Regions from separate parts of the Xenopus laevis genome. Here region 1 is linked to region 2. Evidence: chromatin contacts called from public Hi-C data. All regions are on one chromosome and are shown on one strand. The core of a region is the stretch at or near the end of the contact, and the rest is flanking DNA. Distances in the headings are between cores, read along the strand shown. Region 1 holds the start of efnb2.L (ephrin B2 L homeolog). Region 2 has its middle 180 kb from the start of arglu1.L.

Region 1 (6,135 bases), core at 9-2,508, 210 kb before region 2:
TTTATTTATATAGCGCTAACTTAGTGGGCAGCGCCGCGCTATGAGAAAAAGCAGAGGTACAAACAAAGGGCTTCCCTCAGATGAGCAGCCGATGCCAAACTGCCGCTTACAAATCACAAGCTGCTTCTATATGGCAGCTCCATCCGAAGATTTAGTGGACACAAATGATCCTTCGGGACTGGAAGGTAATTGCAAGAAATATTAGTCTCTCTGCGTTTGAACGATCAGCAGCGTCCCCTAGACTCCAGGATCCTGCCAGCCCGGTGTCAATATGAGCCCAATGAGCTGGCTCACCCAGTAGCTGACTAATCACTCGCAGCACCCACAAGACAATGGGAGAACCTTGTACCGGGGTGACCCGGACACGTCACGGCTCGGTTCCATATAGAACGCTAAGTTATAACACAGGGGATGCCCTGGGATCGGCAGGGAATAAAGGGCTCAGCCCAGTGTTATGACAGCGATGCCCAAACTGCCGACTACGGCCCTGTAGCTACCGGTGAACTTCAACTGAGCCCGGAGCTCGGTGGGTTTTAATTTGCCACTACCAAGGGGTCGTGGGTAGAATGTCCCTGTACGGACACGCTTACACGCTGATAATATCTATACAACACTGCTGATTAGAGTGTCGCACCGTGTCTGTATGTGGCCCTCACACACTGACGTAAAGAGTAAAAGGGCTCGGGACTTACCTGGCGTTGGACGAGTTCCAGTATATAGGATCCAGCACTGTAGACCAGGAGATCGCAGTCCTGAGCAAGAGAATACAAACTCCCAGGCTGTACTTCCACACCGAGTCCCCGCTCAGTGCCATGATCTGGCCGCCCCAAGAAACTATCACTGACCAAACGCAACGTTTCGGCTCTAGTCAAAGCCAGTGATCCCCGAGAGTCCAACCAGCGGGGGGATATCCAACTCCCTGAGCTGCTGCGACTGACACTGCGCAACAAATCAACTCCAAACGGCAAACTCCTGCTCACATGCACTGTATCCCAAGGTACCAAAAGGGGCCGCGCTGTTATCAAGGGGACCCGTCATCCGGCAACCCTGTCTGTGATCCTAAGCCAAAGAGCCCGCAAAGTGCGCTGTATTAATCCAGCTCCAGGCAGTCCCTGTGTGTATCCTATAGGTGCCCGCAGATAAAAGCTGCCGCAGATCCCTGATTGGCTGCCAATGGCGGGGTACGACTGTGTGTGGCACTGCTGCTCCGGGCACACGGATAATGAACTCAGCTGCAGATCCTCGCACTACTTCTCACTAAACCCAAGTCTCTCTCAGCGCAGCGCTTTAGCCATATAAACTCAGCCCGCCCACTCCCGCCCGTCCTTCTCATTGGCTGACATGCTCAAGAGCGGAGCGGATTGGCGGCGCTTCACGTCAATCGATAGTTAAGACAGAGCGCGTCTGCTCCTTGGCATCGTATTGTGTGTGACAGGTACAGACCTCCCATACAATAAAACATGAACTCATCGGCGGCTATTAATATTCATTAGGTGACCCTACACTGCGACATACACAAACTCCACTTTCTTTCTTGGATCCCTTTTTTTCAGGAAAATTCATTGCGAAAACTATGAAGCCAAACCGACTGGATAGACGCGTTTATAGTGATACTATTCAATTAATCAACTGTGTAACTGTGAGAAAATATATTTTTTACAAACAATAAATGTGATATATATATATATATTATATAAAATATAACAGCCTCTAGCTAATCAGTTGCTGCAGAACAGATAGTCCCAGACCTCCTCAACTCACATAATAACCGGTGTGACCTCTGGAGCAGCCTCCAGGGAGCATCTTGGGAGATTTGACACTTCTCACTATAAACATTATTTAGTCAGAAAATAGTCATCCCTGGGGAGTAAATAGATGAAATGTGTATCCTCTGCGGTCCAGCAGGGAGTAAATCAAATATACATTTCCACAGTAAAATCATCATCATCTCCTTTCCAGAGTCCAGCTGTGTATAGTCTAGTAATGGATCTATTATTATGGTAGGTGGGGGGAGATCTAATGTAACTACTGTCTAATTGTACAATCCAACTGTTTATATGGGGCTAGGGAGTTATTCTTGGTGTATTTGGCCTTCTCTAGATCTTTTTACTGTGCTTCTGCCTTTGTATTGTGCCAGGGATCTTTTTAGAGAGTAGGGAGAGGCGGAATCTGGAATTTATAGTTGGAAGAGAAGCCATAAGGACAACTATATAACTAGGACAGGGGTCCCCAAACTCTTTTTTACCCATGAGCCACATTCAAATGTAAAAAGAGTTGGGGAACAACACAAGCATGCAAGAAGTTCCTGGGGTGCCAAATATTGTCTGTGGTTGGCTATTTATAGCCCTTATGTGGACTTGCAGCCTATAGGAAGCTGTTTCTGATAGTAAAAATGGTTTAAATACAACCAAAACCTGCCTCCAAGCCTGGGATTCAAAAATAAACATCTTATCCAAGGGGTCGGAGCCAGGTCTGGACTGAGAATTATAATAGGCCCTGGCATTTCAGGTACACAGAGGCCCAATCAGCCCATACAGAAGCCCAAACAGTCCCCACCAGCCCACTAAATAGTGACTTTCAATTGCACCTTATAGCAGCCCATCTGGCATTTGCCAGAACCCACAGATTGCCAGTCCGGGCCTGGTCGGAGCGCACCTTATACAAGGCAATGTCGGAATGGAATGTATGGGGCCCACCAGGAAACCTTAGTCCATGGGACCACTTTCCAAACTATAATTCCTCCTCTCCAAACTCAATCTCTTTCTTCTCCTAGTCTTTTATATTAACTTACTATATTCTGTTCTTCGAATATTGTCGATTTTTTCCCATAAATAAATAGGGAATGACCATGAAATTGCCCAAACAGTTAGAAGCCAAAGGGCCCTGGTATCCCTGTTGGCCAGTCTGACACTGATCCAAGGGGTTGGAGGGCAACATGTTGCTCAGTCACGAGTCTCTGGTTGGGGATCACTGAATTAGGCAAATTGGACGACTGTACGTTTATGGCCACCTACATCCCTAACAAGCAAACGAGATATCGCCATATTACTACTCTAGATAGCACCTTTATATAATCTGAGCCTGTAGCAGACATGGTTTAGCTGAAACGTTGTTTTTGCCCCATGCCCCCTCTGTCTTAACGTGTGTCAGATTGTTTTTACATACAAATAAGACACTACAAAAAAAAAGAAATACAATGTACACGCGGAACTAGAACTCACACCAAACCACGAAATAGAAGAGGGCTAAGCTTTAAGCATTTTTTTTTCAGCTGTGTGGCAGGCAGGGGGTTAAAGGATTTCTCTCTGTCGGACGGAGATAATTGTACAGCAGCAGAAGAATGCATCTCTATGTTACAGACAACTGATCAATTTATCTGTGCCAGACATCAGAATAATGTATAAAAGTGCATGTTCCTGCGGCAGACAACGGGTTAAAGCACTGGGAATTAGTCACCAGGCTAAATGTGTATCTCTGTGAAAGACAAAGGGCAGACAAAGGGATTAATGTCTGTGGCAGACAGTGGGTTAATGCCTATCTGTGGCAGACAGGGGGTTAATGCCCATGATTGCGGTAGATAATCTATTTAGAAGGGATTTGTCCATATCTGCACGTGGGTCAGTCTCCAGCCCCCACCATCGCCCCTTGGGGCCTGTTTGCCTTGCTCACTCCAGTGCAATAATGCTCTGTACACTATCACACATGCGACTGTCACATTTTGCAACAAGCAAAGAGGTGATAAAAAAAAATCCTTGGCCAGATGCTGACTGGGCCCCTTAAGTGCTTTGCAGCACGTCTGGCTAGTAATCTTGATTGGCTAAGAGAGGAAGATAAGCCCCCAAGTGTTTGCCCTACAGTTCATTGGTGCCCCCAGGAATTTACTGCACAACTGCCGATTTCTATAACGGTTCAGCCAGGACACCATGCGCTGCCGCAGTAGGGAACATATCAACTTCTATATGTCTGTCTTTCCCAGGCTCACAGAGTGGGATGGATAGGAGGGGGAGGTTTTGCTCATGTTCCAGTCTGCAGCTGCAGGTCCCAATACTAAGCACTATTTCCCACGGAGTCGCAGCACCCACTAGCGGCAGCGCTCTACAGGCAATGCTCGACCTTCTAGGACTCCGCTTGGCCTTACAACTGGCCGGATAATGGATTTCGTTATACAAGGTTTGCTGCTGTAATTATGCTCTTGTGTAGGTTTCTACATACACTATCATATGTGACATGATCACACACACATATATACCTACACCGGGGAATGTGTATTGTTACTGGAGTCACACTGTTGTGCGTCACACTTGCACTGCATCTGCCTCTATAACGCATTTGTCTGACTGCTGCCTAAGCCAGTGAGTTAGATAGAGGACTATATACTATTGTGTATAAACAAACCCCTGTCTATACCAGCGAGTCAGGCGCACTTTGCTCTACTCCCACCCCCCATGGAAAGTGACAAGTATTTGCTAAACCTGCCCAATCAGTGACACAAAAGACACAGTAAAACGATGAAATAATTAGTTTCCAACCCAAATTTAATGTAGAGTAGGGGAGCTGTAAAAACACAATGGGCAGACACTCCTGAGCCCTCTTCTCTATACACATGTGTTGGGATTAAAATGCTATTTGTGTAACGTCGCAAACTAACGCCAGCCAACCATCTGATTCTTATCCCACCTATTCAATCAGGGAGGAGGGGGATCATGAGAATTTTTTCTTAATTCTCATAACCCGTGAGGCCCCTAGATTTTTTTCTGATCACATTACCAGCTTTCCCTTCTCTAATATGGGGTTTCTTATCTCAGAAATGTGTTTTGCGCCATCAAAGAGAGAGAGAGAGAGAAAAAAAAGCAGTTTGTCTTTCACACTCCATTTTCTCCAGGTCTCTTTACTAGCAAACTATTAATTTAATTTGCAGTTTGACAAAGGTCGTGGATCAGGTTTTCATCAGAAGAAAAGAGTCTGGCTGCCCGGGATGGGATCAAATCACATTAAGCAGCAGACAGACAGGGTTTCTGCTGGACAGATATCCATCAAGTGGTATAGACAAACCATGGAATATCCAAACACACATCTCCCCTCCAGTCCCAGACCATGAGCTATGGGCAATGCCATGATCCTACAGGAGGAGGGACTGATCCATATCTGGGAGAACCATCCATGACTGTTATTATTACACAGCCTAATTGCAGCTCCTCGGTGCTGGCAGAGGCCCTTTATCATCTGGGAAAAAAAATATCTGTTGCTCCACGCAATTCCTGTCCTCTTTCTTATTTGTTTACGTTTTAAATAGCGCACGGTGAGATAGATGAGTGAGGGCGGCTGTGAGTCAGGGCTGACCTCTGTCTGCTGCATCCTTGTTAGGAGTAAAACAAAGGAAACGGGAATCCTGGTCCTGGCTCCAAATAGAACCCAACTGCTAAAAATACAACAGCAAACAATCGCTCTGATAAACAAGCAAGCAAGAAGGAGGATGCATTACATATATAATGCATATATTAATGTCTGAATCATCATAATTGCAATATATATATATATATATATATATATATATTTTTTTTAATTATTATTACGAAGGCAGCTATATATACATATATTTCTGTATTTAGTCAGCTGTTGGAGGATCTGCCAGACTGCTGCAATAGTGCACATGACTGATTCCCAAAGAACGAGCGATCTGTAAACCTTACTAGATCCCTAGTGCTAAAGCTGTCACTTTCTCTCCCATTAATTGCAATATTTCCTGCTAAATGTCCAGCCCAGGAGTCATGTAAAAGCAGAGCAGACGCCTTTTTATACAAACACTTCTCCCAGTAGTCAGTGCTGTTGCTTTTTTGCTTCTCTCTCTCAGGCGCGACTCCGCTTCAAGTCTGAACTTTGCCACTTATATTTGTCTGTGCGATATGTATCAACATTGCGCATTCATTATTTCCTCATTAGTATATAAAAAAGATTGCTATTATTGATACTTTTTATCCAAGCTGTTGATCTTTGTATCACTATTTTTTACAGAAAACTCCGTTGTTATCATTAGTTACAATGTATTGTTCCAAATGCGACTTCAGCGCTGATAAAGTTTTAAAAAAATTAAAAGACATTTCAGGCGGATATAAATAAACTCTCCTTGTCGCTGAC
Region 2 (5,403 bases), core at 1,901-4,400:
TTGTTTTTAGTAATCCTACAAGGAGATAGAAGATTTACAATGATAATTACACAAACCTTGATATATTTAAGACATTTTACTGGTTTAGAGTTTTACTTAAACAAGACAGATGAAGTGCATAACACTTCATCTGTTAGTAATTCTAGTGAGAGTCTGGGCTTGGTTTCACTGACTTAAGTGATGTTTAATTGATAGGTACCCCAGGATGTTGCTAAGTATAGCTCACGTGACTCTAATTGTTATTGATAAGGAACTCATTGTACCATTATTTTAAGAATATAGCTTTCCATATCCATCTTCCTCTTTTGTATTTATCTCATCATCATCGTGTCATGCTAATTATAGATAAGGCAATATATCATCTGCTTCCTTTCTTTTTGACATTCCCTAGCTCTAGGGATAACCCTCCTGTTCACTTTCCAAGTAGGTGAATGATAGATGATCGACATAAACATGCTCCCCTTAGCCCCTTCATTCAGTTTCCTGCCAGATATTCTGCAAATAGAAACACCATGGGGGGTAAAGACCAGGAAGGTACTGTACACAGCTGGATGTATTTCAATTCTAAAGGAAGGGACATTGGACACAAGGACACAAGCAGTATCTACATTTGAAAAGTCATTAGCAGAGGTCAAATTGCCAAAGAGGACTAAATTGGGGAGATGATTATAGAATGGAATAGCAACTGTGATATGTCTAATGATTGTCATAATGGTTGGCAGTAAACTGCTATTCAGTTTAATATTATAGGCAATGTCTGACTGGGGAGTCTGGGGCCCACCAGGGCTGCTGCCTGGGGCCCCCCACGCCAGTTGCAAACTCTAGTCAGCTCCTCCAAATCCTGCCCCTCCCCCCTGTTACATAATGCTTACCGAATCCTTCTCATTTGTGGCTGCAATTGGGGGTGCCTAAGCTCGCAGTTCCAGCTGGAGTGATTGGACCTGGGTCGGCGTGGGCTGTGTGGCCCACTAGGTCTGGGAACCACTGGGTTTTTTACTGGTGTCCCACTAGCCCAGTCCAATCCATGATTTTAGGAAAACCATTACTCTATTAATAAGCTGGTCTTTTATTAACATAATCAATATATGGCCATTTACTAGTCCCTCTCATAAGTTCATAGTTATCTGCATGTGTTTGCTTATTCACTCACAGTGAAAACTGTCTGAATAATGTTAATTGTCAAAAGAACTAGTTCACTTTACTCCATTTGGTGCAGTGGAACATTGCCATCTGCTGGCCAGAGTATTATGCTAATGGAGAAGTCAAGGCTTTACCAAGCATTTACTTTGAGCACACCACTCAGACTCCTGAGACATCATAGGGCACATTTATAACCCTGGGGGTACAGGTGCAAGAGCACTTTCTCTTCTATCAGGAGACACAGTCCAGCCTTGTCCTTTCTACCTGCCATTGGGCAAGCAGTAAGTACAGGGCCCGAGTCTCCTTCCAATCCATAACATGTGCATGCAAACGATGGTGTGGGTAGGGTGCAAGTCGTGTGCTCCAAAATGGAGCGCAAAGGCCTGAGGCTATTCTCACAAGGTCCCATTTTTGCACCTTGCACACTGCTGGGGGCATTGTAAATTACCCTAATATATTTTCCATAAACAAATAACTGTATGCACAATATAACCCTTCTGTAGAATGGTTTCTCTTAAGTCACCTATGCCCCTCCAACTATTTATTTAGAATACTGTATTTGTCTATGTGTGAGATAAAAAGAAAGAAAGAAAGATTCATCAAATTATTTCATAAGTTTACATCTACATCAGCAGATTTCAAGTAGTCCGTGTGAATGAGGGCTCAAATTGGTGTGTATTTGGATACAACACTGACTGCAGCTGTGCATGCCCCATGGTTTAAACTGAGAAAATTCAAAAATATGCATTTATGAGCACAGGTACAATGTGTAAAACCGGGTGTTATGTTGCATGTAGTTGAAGACTATTACCAGAGGCAGGCACTTGCACTCCATAGATTCAAGGAAACCCTTGGATTAAAATCCGCCTTGAAGATGGTTCCCTTAGCATGTTGTTCCTACACATGTAACTGGCTTGCTGCAAGTGAATCACACACTAATGCCATTATTGACGGCAAACACACATTATTGTAGGATAAGTCACTTTGTAGTGAATTGTGGTCTTCATGTGAAATTTCACTCCTTCAAGTGAAGCACCAGTAAAATCATTGCATTAAGGCCCCCATACAAAGGATGATAAAAGCTGCCGGAAGACCGAGTCGGCAGCTTATTGGCCCATGTGTGGGGCCCTCCAATGGGCTTCCCCGAACGAAATCTGGCTGAAAGTCAGCCAGATGTCGATCGGGCAGGGTAAAGATTCCAGTCAGATTACGGCCTCTTCTGTTAGTTGATGCAGTCCTGTGATCCGACCACCTGTATTGTGATCTGATTGTTGGGCCCTACGGACCGATAATGCCCACCTAAATGTGGGCATATCGAGGACAGATCCGCTCGTTTGGCGGATCTCTCCATGTATGGCCAGCTTTATCCAGGCTGAAGAGATCAGATCTGAATGGGCTTAACTAGCTTTTATCAGGTAAGTAGATACCAGCATGCCAAGGATGGATGTTTAGCACTTCAGTTAGCAATTTAAAGTATTTGAATTCACAGTATTGGCTCTGCATTCTGTATGCAAGATGAAGATAACTTCTTAACCTTAAGAATCCAGTTTGTGTTTAATTCTGTAAGACAATTTTAGCCCCTCCTATCAGCTAAAAATGTATTTTTAACCTGCATAGATCTCTGAAGTGTGCGTTGTGTGGTCAGGCTGACTATGTCACGTCATGCACGACTGAGAAGCTGACTATTAGTAAATGAACCATAACTATCCCTTTTATAACCTTACGGTAATGTCAGGAGTTATTTTACTGTTAAAGTATCCCGCTTTGAAGTAATTTTGGGAAATGTTCTGTTGTTTCATTTTGAAAAGCATTCATTTGCAAATCAGTAGAAAGGCATGAAAAACATCGAACAATCTGCATAACAAAAAACTCCTCTAAAGAAATGTAAATCTGTGAGGGAGCCTGGTTTCACACCCTCAAGGCTACCCGTGGGGCAGAGCTCAGATTTCAAGCATGGGTCTCTGCAGCCAAGGAGACATATTATTTACTCTAAACCTCCAGTGCCTAAACGCTGATGAAATTAAAGGTTTATTGTTACTGCAAGTAAATTAGACCATTAACCATTGATAATGCAAAGGCACCATCAATTTGATCAGATCAAAACTGAATAATTGAAACGGTAAAGAACAAGGTAGTGGTCTGACTACTAATCACTTCCCAAAGGTCACCATCCTATGGTACTGACAGCCACACTGCTCTTATGGGACAAACATGGTGGTCAAAACAGACACTCATGGATGCCACTCAGGATCACTAGCTTGAGTGTGGGGCTTGAGTGCATACTGTACTAGCTTACAATTAAAATACAGGGGTAAGAAATGCTTCCATGTGATAAAGGTTCCACGTTTACCCTAATGTGTTTTGCAAAGTAGTTCTCAGAAATTGTCAATATTTTGACCATGCAATGGAAATGGCTTCATTTGAAAAGCCCACTTTCACATTACTTTAAAAAAAAAGTTCCAGTAACATGAGTTGCTTTAAATAAGGAACTTTAAAATGTATTACTTGGTAAAATTTGTGGTTTACAGTTTACAGCACATTTCATTTCCTTAATATGGTAATTTCATTAGTTTACAGGGAGGGTGGTCTCTTATTTTGCACTTCACATGGTCTTTTTCCATAGCAGAAGAAAGTGAGTGGAATCCTAAAGTAAGCTGTTTACAGTGCAGAGAGGGAATGAGTGATTCACAATGATACAGATGACAGATGCTAAGAATTAAGCCAGTAAATGCTAAGAACACAAACATTGATTTGCCTCATCACAATATTATTAAAGGTGTTTTTCTAAACATTCACTGCCTAAGAGCCAGGTGCTCTACTGGGCAAACATACTAAGATTTCAGCCATTGAAAGCCAACTGTGTTCTGCTCAAGTTACAAATAACATACCTCTGGTCTTAAGTGAGATCAAAAAGAATACCTGTTGGTAGCAATTCACACCAAACTAAACAACTTCGTCTACATTTCTATTCATGCACCATAATGTAATACTGCCTGCTATTCTAAACATTCTGCCAACAAATCAGTATTTAAATTAATAGCCCTCTCTGTGCTTACAATTGTCTCACTTGTGGATTGGAGTGTATTTTCTTTACTTCACCTTCATGGATGAAATAGTGATTCATTGTTCAAAGACTGTGCAGAAGCTACCTTGTTACTGTGATTATGGTTGCAGTGAACAAATAAAGGTCTGTGTCACCATAATACATATTTTACTCTGACATTGCTCTGAGTAAAGTTGCAGCATACACTTTCAGCCAATGTGCCATTGGAAGACATGATAGGGAAGTATAAAAATAGTTGGATACATTCAGAGGACTATATATATTCTATCTATCTATCTATCTATCTATCTATCTATCTATCTATCTATCAAATGTTAATTCAGTCCAATAAAATTTGACTGTCTAATCTTAAAGAGATTCTGTCAGGATTTTTATGATGTTAATTACATTGTTTACACTGCAAATAATTCACTTTACGTCTACAATATAAAATGTAATTCCTGAACCAGCAAGTGTATTTTGTTTAAGTTGTAATATAGGTGTGTAGGCAACCATCTCAGGTCATTTTGCCTGGTCAGGTTGCTTTAAGAACCAGCCAGCACTTTAGGATGGAACTGCTTTCTGGCAGGCTGTTGCTTTTCCTACTCAATGTAACTGAATGTGTCTCAGTGGGACCTGGATTTTACTAGTGAGTGCAGTTCTTAGATCTACCAGGCAGCTGTTATCTTGTGTTAGGGAGCTAATATCTCGTTACTTTCCCACTGTTCTATTGTTAGGCTGCTGGCGGAAAGGGAGTGGGATGATATCACTCCAACTTGCAGTACAGCAGTAAAGAGTGAATGAAGTTTATCAGAGCACAAGTCACATGACTTGGGGCAGCTGGGAAACCGACAATATGTCTTTCCCCATGTCAGAATTCAAAAGTTAATATAAAAAAATCTGTTTGCTCTTTTGAGAAATGAATTTCAGTTCAGAATTCTGCTGGAGCATCACTATTAACTGATGCGTTTTGAAAAAAAAAAATTCCCATTCCCAGTATCGCTTTAATTTTTTTCTTATGTTCTGCTCTCTGCAGGATAAAAAAAATTATTATGGTATCGATCGTCACTAGGGTTGCCACCTGGCCGATATTTTACCGGCCTGGCCAGTAAAAATGATGGCTGATCCCAATGTTATTAATAGGGAAAAAGTTAAATATATAGGAGGGCCGGTATTTTTTTCCAGAAAAGGTGGCAACCCTAATTGTCACACATCTATAT

What was found. Hi-C and Micro-C count contacts between places; a contact is called where the count stands out from the background.
Region 1: a Hi-C map of animal cap shows a contact between it and region 2, with 8 times the contacts expected there. A contact is called at or near these places in 3 of 4 Hi-C or Micro-C datasets (the XL177 cell line, the XTC cell line and animal cap).

What each region holds. Positions count from the first base shown.
Region 1 is chr2L:123,256,209-123,262,343 of Xenopus_laevis_v10.1, reverse strand. efnb2.L (ephrin B2 L homeolog) reads right to left here and starts at 1,258. Exons shown (of 5, transcript NM_001086485.1): 1 at 693-1,258. The coding sequence starts at 814.
Region 2 is chr2L:123,046,573-123,051,975 of Xenopus_laevis_v10.1, reverse strand. No RefSeq gene overlaps it. Among protein-coding and RNA genes, the nearest start is that of arglu1.L, 180 kb to the left of the region's middle.